Linked DNA regions of Mus musculus: region 1 is linked to region 2. The links are chromatin contacts, called in public promoter capture Hi-C maps. All regions are on one chromosome and are shown on one strand. Each heading gives the region's core, a stretch centred on a gene start, on an enhancer-like site or on the middle of the called end of the contact. The rest is flanking DNA. Distances are from core to core; before and after follow the strand shown. Region 1 holds the start of Sgpl1 (sphingosine phosphate lyase 1). Region 2 holds the start of Spock2 (sparc/osteonectin, cwcv and kazal-like domains proteoglycan 2).

The links. Promoter capture Hi-C pulls out the DNA fragments that hold promoters and counts their contacts.
Region 1: a promoter capture Hi-C map of neural stem cells shows a contact between it and region 2. The contact joins the promoter of Sgpl1 here to the promoter of Spock2 in region 2. A contact is called at or near these places in 1 of 39 promoter capture datasets (neural stem cells), 1 of 484 Hi-C or Micro-C datasets (embryonic stem cells) and 1 of 115 datasets of contacts at active chromatin or transcription factors (pancreatic cancer cells).

What each region holds. Positions count from the first base shown.
Region 1 is chr10:61,146,347-61,149,406 of GRCm38.p6, forward strand. It overlaps Sgpl1 (sphingosine phosphate lyase 1), which reads right to left and starts at 1,338. Exons shown (of 15, transcript NM_009163.4): 1 at 1,177-1,338.
Region 2 is chr10:60,104,822-60,107,919 of GRCm38.p6, forward strand. It overlaps Spock2 (sparc/osteonectin, cwcv and kazal-like domains proteoglycan 2), which reads left to right and starts at 1,436. Exons shown (of 11, transcript NM_052994.2): 1 at 1,436-1,835. The coding sequence starts at 1,647. It overlaps Gm51801 (a long non-coding RNA gene), which reads right to left. Exons shown (of 3, transcript XR_003949003.1): 3 at 2,539-3,098.

The sequences.
Region 1 (3,060 bases), core at 88-2,587, 1.0 Mb after region 2:
GCAGCTGTTTACTCGGCAGCCCGGCCGGCGCTGCCCCTCCGCGGGATCCCCCTGCCGGCTTTGGCAGCGCTCCAGCCGACCCCGGCACCCCGGAGCAGTGGAGCCCGCGGCGTGCACGCGGGGACACGCCCCTTCCCCGGGCCCACGGCAGCGCCGCCGCCTCTCGGCACAGCGGGACCCGGGACTCCTCCAGCCCGGCCTGCCTTTCCCCCGCGCCCCTGTAGCCTGGCGCCACTACTCAGCCCCGGCCACAGACTCGAGCCTGGGTCTCTCCGACGCCCCACAGCAGTCGGGAACCCACACCCCGCAGCTCGGCTCCCCATCAGCCCGGACCCAGCCCCCTCAGACCAGGCCCGGCTCCCCTCAGCCCGCCCCCTCTTAGCCTGACTCCCTTAAGCCCAGGACCCTCTCAGCCTGGGCCCTGCTCCCCTCAGCCTGGGCCCCGCTCCCCTCAGCCCCGACCCCGCAGCCCCGACCCTGCTCCCCTCAGTCTGGGGCCCGCACCCCTCAGTTTGCTCCTTCTCAGCCCGGCTCCCCCTCAGCCCAGGCGCTGCTCCCCTCAGTCTGGGCCCCGCTTCCCTCATCCCACCTCTCCCTGTGCCACGGACCTGCACCCCTCAGCTCAGCTTCCTCTCAGCCCACTCCCTTTCAGCCTGAGCCCTGCTTCCCTCAGCCCGGGCACCGCTTCCCTCAGCCCGGCTCTCCCTCAGCCCGGCTCCCTCTCAGCTCGGGCCCCGCTCCCCTCAGCCCAGGACCCTCTCAGCCTGAACCCTTGCTCCCCTCAGCCCGGTCCCTGCTCCCCCTCAGCCCGGGCCCCGCTCCCCTCAGCCCAGCTCTCCCTCAGCCCGGCTCCCTCTCAGCTCGGGCCCCGCTTTCCTCAGCCGCGCTCCCCTCAGCCCAGCTCTCCCTCAGCCCGGCTCCCTCTCAGCTCGGGCCCTGCTTTCCTCAGCCGCGCTCCCCTCAGCCCAGCTCTCCATGAACCACAGACCTGCCTCCCTCAGCGCAGCTCCCCACAGCCCGGTTCCCTCCGCGCAGCTCCCCACAACCCAATTCCCTCTCGGCTCCCCAACCACAGCTCGGCCTCCCTCCTCTCCCCTCAGCCCGGGCCCGGATCCCTCCAGCTCCTCTCGGCTCCCCACTGCTCCCGCCGGGTCCAGCCCGCCGCGGCAGCTCCACCTCCTCAGGCTGTGGACCCGGCTCCTTCTTTCCCCGCAGAGGCTCCGCTGGCCGCCGCCCACCTCACGCGCCTCGGTTCTGCGAGCGACTCACTCGCTGGCCACGGGACCCGGGTTCCCCCTTCCGCCGCCGCCGCAGAGATTGGAGGTGCGCCGCCCCCGGCCCCGCCCCTCCCGGAAATGGCCTTGGGGTACCCGCCCGCCTCCAGGAGCCCGGGCCGTGCGCGCCCTTGCCGCTGTCGGGCGCGCGCACGTCCGACGCCGCGCTGGGCTCGGCTCGCCCCGCAGCCCTCCGCCCGCCTACTGCTGGGTCCGGGCTGTGGTGTCGGGGGAACTCAGGCGAGAGTTTGTGGCCAGGGCTAAGTAATGGCGCCAGGGTTGAGAGGCTCGGCGCCAAGGTTCGGGGCGCCCAGAGCCGTGTGGGCGTGCGCGCCGCCTGCTGGCCGGGTAGGGACTGTGTCTAAGCCAGATAGGGTGTCTAGGGGTCTCACCTTTCGCCAGCAGCTGGCCCTGTGAGTTTACAACTTCTTCAGGCTACTCTTTGTGTTTGTCTTTTGTTGCTATTGTTGTTTGTTGTTGTTTTGTGATGCAGGCTTTTTATACTAAGTTGCCGAGACTGGCTTTGAGGTCTTTCTGTAGGGCAGTCAAAGGCTTTGATCTAGGTTTTCTCCCGCCTCATCACAGCCTTCCAAAAATCTAAGGTGACATCTCTCTTAACAATTCTTTGTTTTGATCCAAGTTCTGACTTAGGTCATGCTGGCCCCAAACTGGTCCTGTATCTTAGGATAACTTTGAACTCACAATCTTCCTGCCAGCCACTACACTCAACAGTTTAGGGGCTGGTTAGTGTTTGAGACAGGGTCTCACTCTGTCGTGTAAGCTATAAACTGGCCTTGAACTTGAATCAATCTTCCTGCTTTAGGCTCCCAAGTACTGAAATTATACCCATAAAAAGCTGGTTATGTGAAGTGATTGGGGAGGGAGGGCTCAGTGAGGCTGGGTCCCAGCACCCACTTAAGATGGCTCCCAAACACCACTCCCGGTCCATGGACTCTGACATTGTCTTCTGGCCTCTGAGGCCATAAACACACACACACACACACACACGCTTACACATAAATAAAAATAAATGCTTGAAATAATTAACTTGAACCTGGTGTGGTGGTTTGTTCCTGTAATTCCTGAGGCAATTTTGAAGCCAACCGGGGCTTCAAAATAAGACCCTATTCCCCACCCCAACCCTTGCATTCTGGACACAATTGGTCACTTCCAGCCAGTGTCTGCAGACAAGACTAATCTGAGCAACCACCTAACCTGGGTCTTTAAAGGAAGAGCTTTGAGATTTTACTGTTTTAGGGTTTCTATTGCTGTGATGAAACACCATGACCAAAGAAATATGGGGAAGAAAGGGTTTATTTGGCTTACACGTCCAGAGCACTGTTCATCAACAAAAGAAGTCAGGACAGGAGCTCAAACAGGGCAAAACCTGAAGGCAGGAGCTGATGCAGAGGCCATGAAGGAGTGCTGCTTACTGCCCTGCTCCTCATGGCTGGCTTGCTTATAGAACCCAGGACCACCAACCCAGGGATAGCACCACCCACAGTGGGCTGCGACCTCCCCCATCAATCCCTAATTAAGAAAATGCCCTACAGGTTTGCCTATAGCCTGAATCTCATAGAGGCATTTTCTTAATCAATATTCCCTCCTCTGAGATGACTTTAACTTGTGTTATGTTCACTGAGTGAGCAAGGGGTTGGCCCTTGGTCTCTTTTCTGTGTTGGAAACTTGATTTTCCCATCAAGGTTAAAGATGTCTGAATGAAAAAAGCATGTCAACTTGGTTAATGGAAATAATACCACCCCAGCCTTCACTTCCCCAAAAGAAA
Region 2 (3,098 bases), core at 186-2,685:
CTCAAGTTTCATAGCCATCGCATGCTATATATGTGTGGCGTTAGAATGACACTCTATATGGAAGTTGGGATCCTCAGTCCCCTCCAGTCCGTATGAGAAGGACTCCACTGTGAAGCTCCCTGGTACCGCCTGGAGGGCTCTGCATCCATTGTGAGATGCAGATGTCAGTATCTGGAGCTTGCAGCAGCACCACAGGAAGGGAAACTATTGTTTTGTGTTTTCCCAGGGGTCCCCACCCAGCCCAGGCTACTGAGGCACCCAACACTCAGGAGGCATGCCAGGCCCTGGATGACTGTAACCCTCACAACCTGTGTTTTTTCCTATTGATTAAGATCATGTTCTTTCATTGCCTTTAATTTTTATTTTATTTTATTTTATTTTATTTTAACATCACAGCAGCCAAGTCTTTTATAAAAACACAATCTAGGGCTTGGGGCCCAAAAGTTTAATATGGTTTGCCCTTTTCGTAGTCTTCATTTTATTTGTAATGTAAATTTCAGTTCTGTTCTGATCCTGGGTCTGTGCCCAGCTGCCAGCCTTCCCAGCTGGTAAGGCAGCACAGGTCTATAGGCAATGACAAGGGTCACAGTTTTAACAAGAACCTAACAGCCTCCAACAGAACCCGCCTCCTCCCGCCTTGTCTCCTTCCCCAGTGCATCATCAAACTCAACATGAAGTCAAAGTCACAAGCAAATGGCTGGGCCCATTTAGATTTGCAGACTCAAGGCAGATGAGATGGCTAGACACGCATGTGTCTTTTAGGGTTGCCCTAGGAAAAGCTAACAAAAGGGTGACAGCCCCTAAACATCTGCTTGCGGAAGAGGAGGACATCTGCCCATGTTTCACCAGCCATTCAGGGTTGGGGCCATGCGTTGAAAAGAGCGGCGGGCCAGGGGGAGCAATAGTTCAGAGGCAGCCAGTTGTTAGACCGCCTTTGTCTTAAGGAAGCCACCCATTACCGAAGCGCCATAACTCGCGGGGAGCCAGCTGTCAGAGCGGTGGCACAGGCCACTCGGGGGTGTGGGGTGTGGGGTGGGAGGAGGCCAAGGGAGAAGAAACTGTCTGTGGCCAGATTCCCTTTTAGACACCTGAGCCCAGCTGACTTGGTAACCCGAGAGTTTTCATCCTCTTTCCAGCCCTATGAAAGACCCCGGAGCCCTTCTTTGCTGTCCACCCTTAGATAGACAGCAGGGACATCTCAGGGTTCTGCTTCCCTGGCTTGCAACTCCTTGAGAGCTGGACTGACTTGCGCAGCCCTGCGCTGCGGCTTGGCTGGCTTGGCTGCTCTGATCCAGCGCTCTGCTTTGAAATCTACCCCCTCCTTTTTTTTTTTTTTTTTTTTTTTTTTTAACCAGGTATGATGATGTCAAACGTGATGCTGATGCTACAGTTACAGACACAGCCCCCGCTGGCGCAGCCTCTCTGAATCTCTCTCCCTCTCCGCGTCCAGCGCTGGGCTTTTTCAGACAAGTGCATCTGCTAACCAGGTCACATTTCAGCCACGACCCACCCTCCGTCAGTCACTGGAGTCAGACAGCAGGAGGAGGGCTGAGGAGGACCGCAGCGCTTCGCCAGTGGCGCGGTGGAGGGAAGGACATCAAATCCTGCTGAAGTCCAGACCCCCCCAGGTCCAAGCCCAGACCACGATGCGCGCTCCAGGCTCCGGGCGGCTGGCTCTGCCGCTGCTGCTCCTCGCCGTGGTCGCCTTGGCTGAAGGCGACGCCAAGGGGCTCAAGGAGGGCGAGACCCCCGGCAATTTCATGGAGGACGAGCAATGGCTGTCGTCCATCTCGCAGTACAGCGGCAAGATTAAGCACTGGAACCGCTTCCGAGACGTGAGCGGCGGGGCGCGGAGGGCCGGGCCGGGCGCGGGTTGTGGGTGGGGAGGCCGGGAGCAGAGACCCCGCGCGCTGGGAGCCACCGCCGCGTGTCGGAGCCGGAGCCTCTCGGGCCTGCCAGGCTAACTACGCCAAGTGTAAACAACACCGAGAGTCCCAGCCCCGAGCCCCTCCGGTGTTCCCGTGGCCACCAGCTTTGGGACCTTCAGTTCCCGCAGCCTCCCGGAGTGTCCTAGACGAGAACATGCTCTAGGGGCGCACGCTCGCGACGGGGTCTGCCTTGTGGCGTGGCGCGGAGCAGGGGTGCGGGATGTGGGGACCCGGGCCCTGGCTGCTGCTGGGCCCCGCCTGTCCCCCCACCCCCACCTCCTTGCCATCGGTCCCCGGGCTAGGCCCCTGCCGGGTGAATGCTGCAGACTGCACACACTGCTCTTGGCAGAGGGAGCGGATCTGGGTGGGGCCGGCAGGAAAGGTAGCGGCCGCAAGGGTGTCCTCCGACCCCTCCTTGGGCTTCGGAAGAAGGGGACAGAAGGCTCAAGGACTGAGCGGTGGCCAGGGCGTTGAGTTTGGGGAAGGGTTCCCCCAACCTCCAAGAGATGGTGGAAGGCGTGTCCATAATGGGGCGCGCGGGGGGGGGGGTGCACAGTGAAAATGCCCGAGGCGCTCTCCTCTCTCTCTCTCAGGGTGGTCGCCAGAGCCAGGCCAGGTAGGCTGGTTTTCCTGGACCAAGCTCGGCGGTGAAGCAAGGGGACCCCATCCTTGGTCCGGTGGGCATGAGAAGCAGAAGCGAGAGCCCCCAGGAGCTGGTTTGGGGTCCCTGGCAGAAGCCCGCCGCAAGCCGACTTAACCTTGGGCAAAGCTTTGCGGGTGGGGGCGGGGAGGAGGCTGCGGACCGGCCGGCGCCGCAGCTCTGTTTACCCGCACCTGTAGATCAGGGAGGGAATAGGAGGCGCGTTCCCTCCCGCAGGGCAGCCACGGCCGCCTCGCAGATGGTGGCGTGGGCAGGGGTGAGGAAGGGAGGGCGTGGCTGCGCCCTGGGCACCTCAGCGATGGGGTGGGGGTGAGGCCCTGAAATGTAGAGCGCCCCTCGATCTGGCGCTAGCTGACGCCCTGACCTCGCTCGGAAAGCCTCCTCTACGTTGGGTTCTTATTCCTCATTCCCCAGACTCTTGATTTTGACCCACCTAGTATAAGCCACACCATGACTGTTCTTTTTAAACTTCGAGCATCCACAAGTTTTTTTTTTTTTTAGATGTTTTT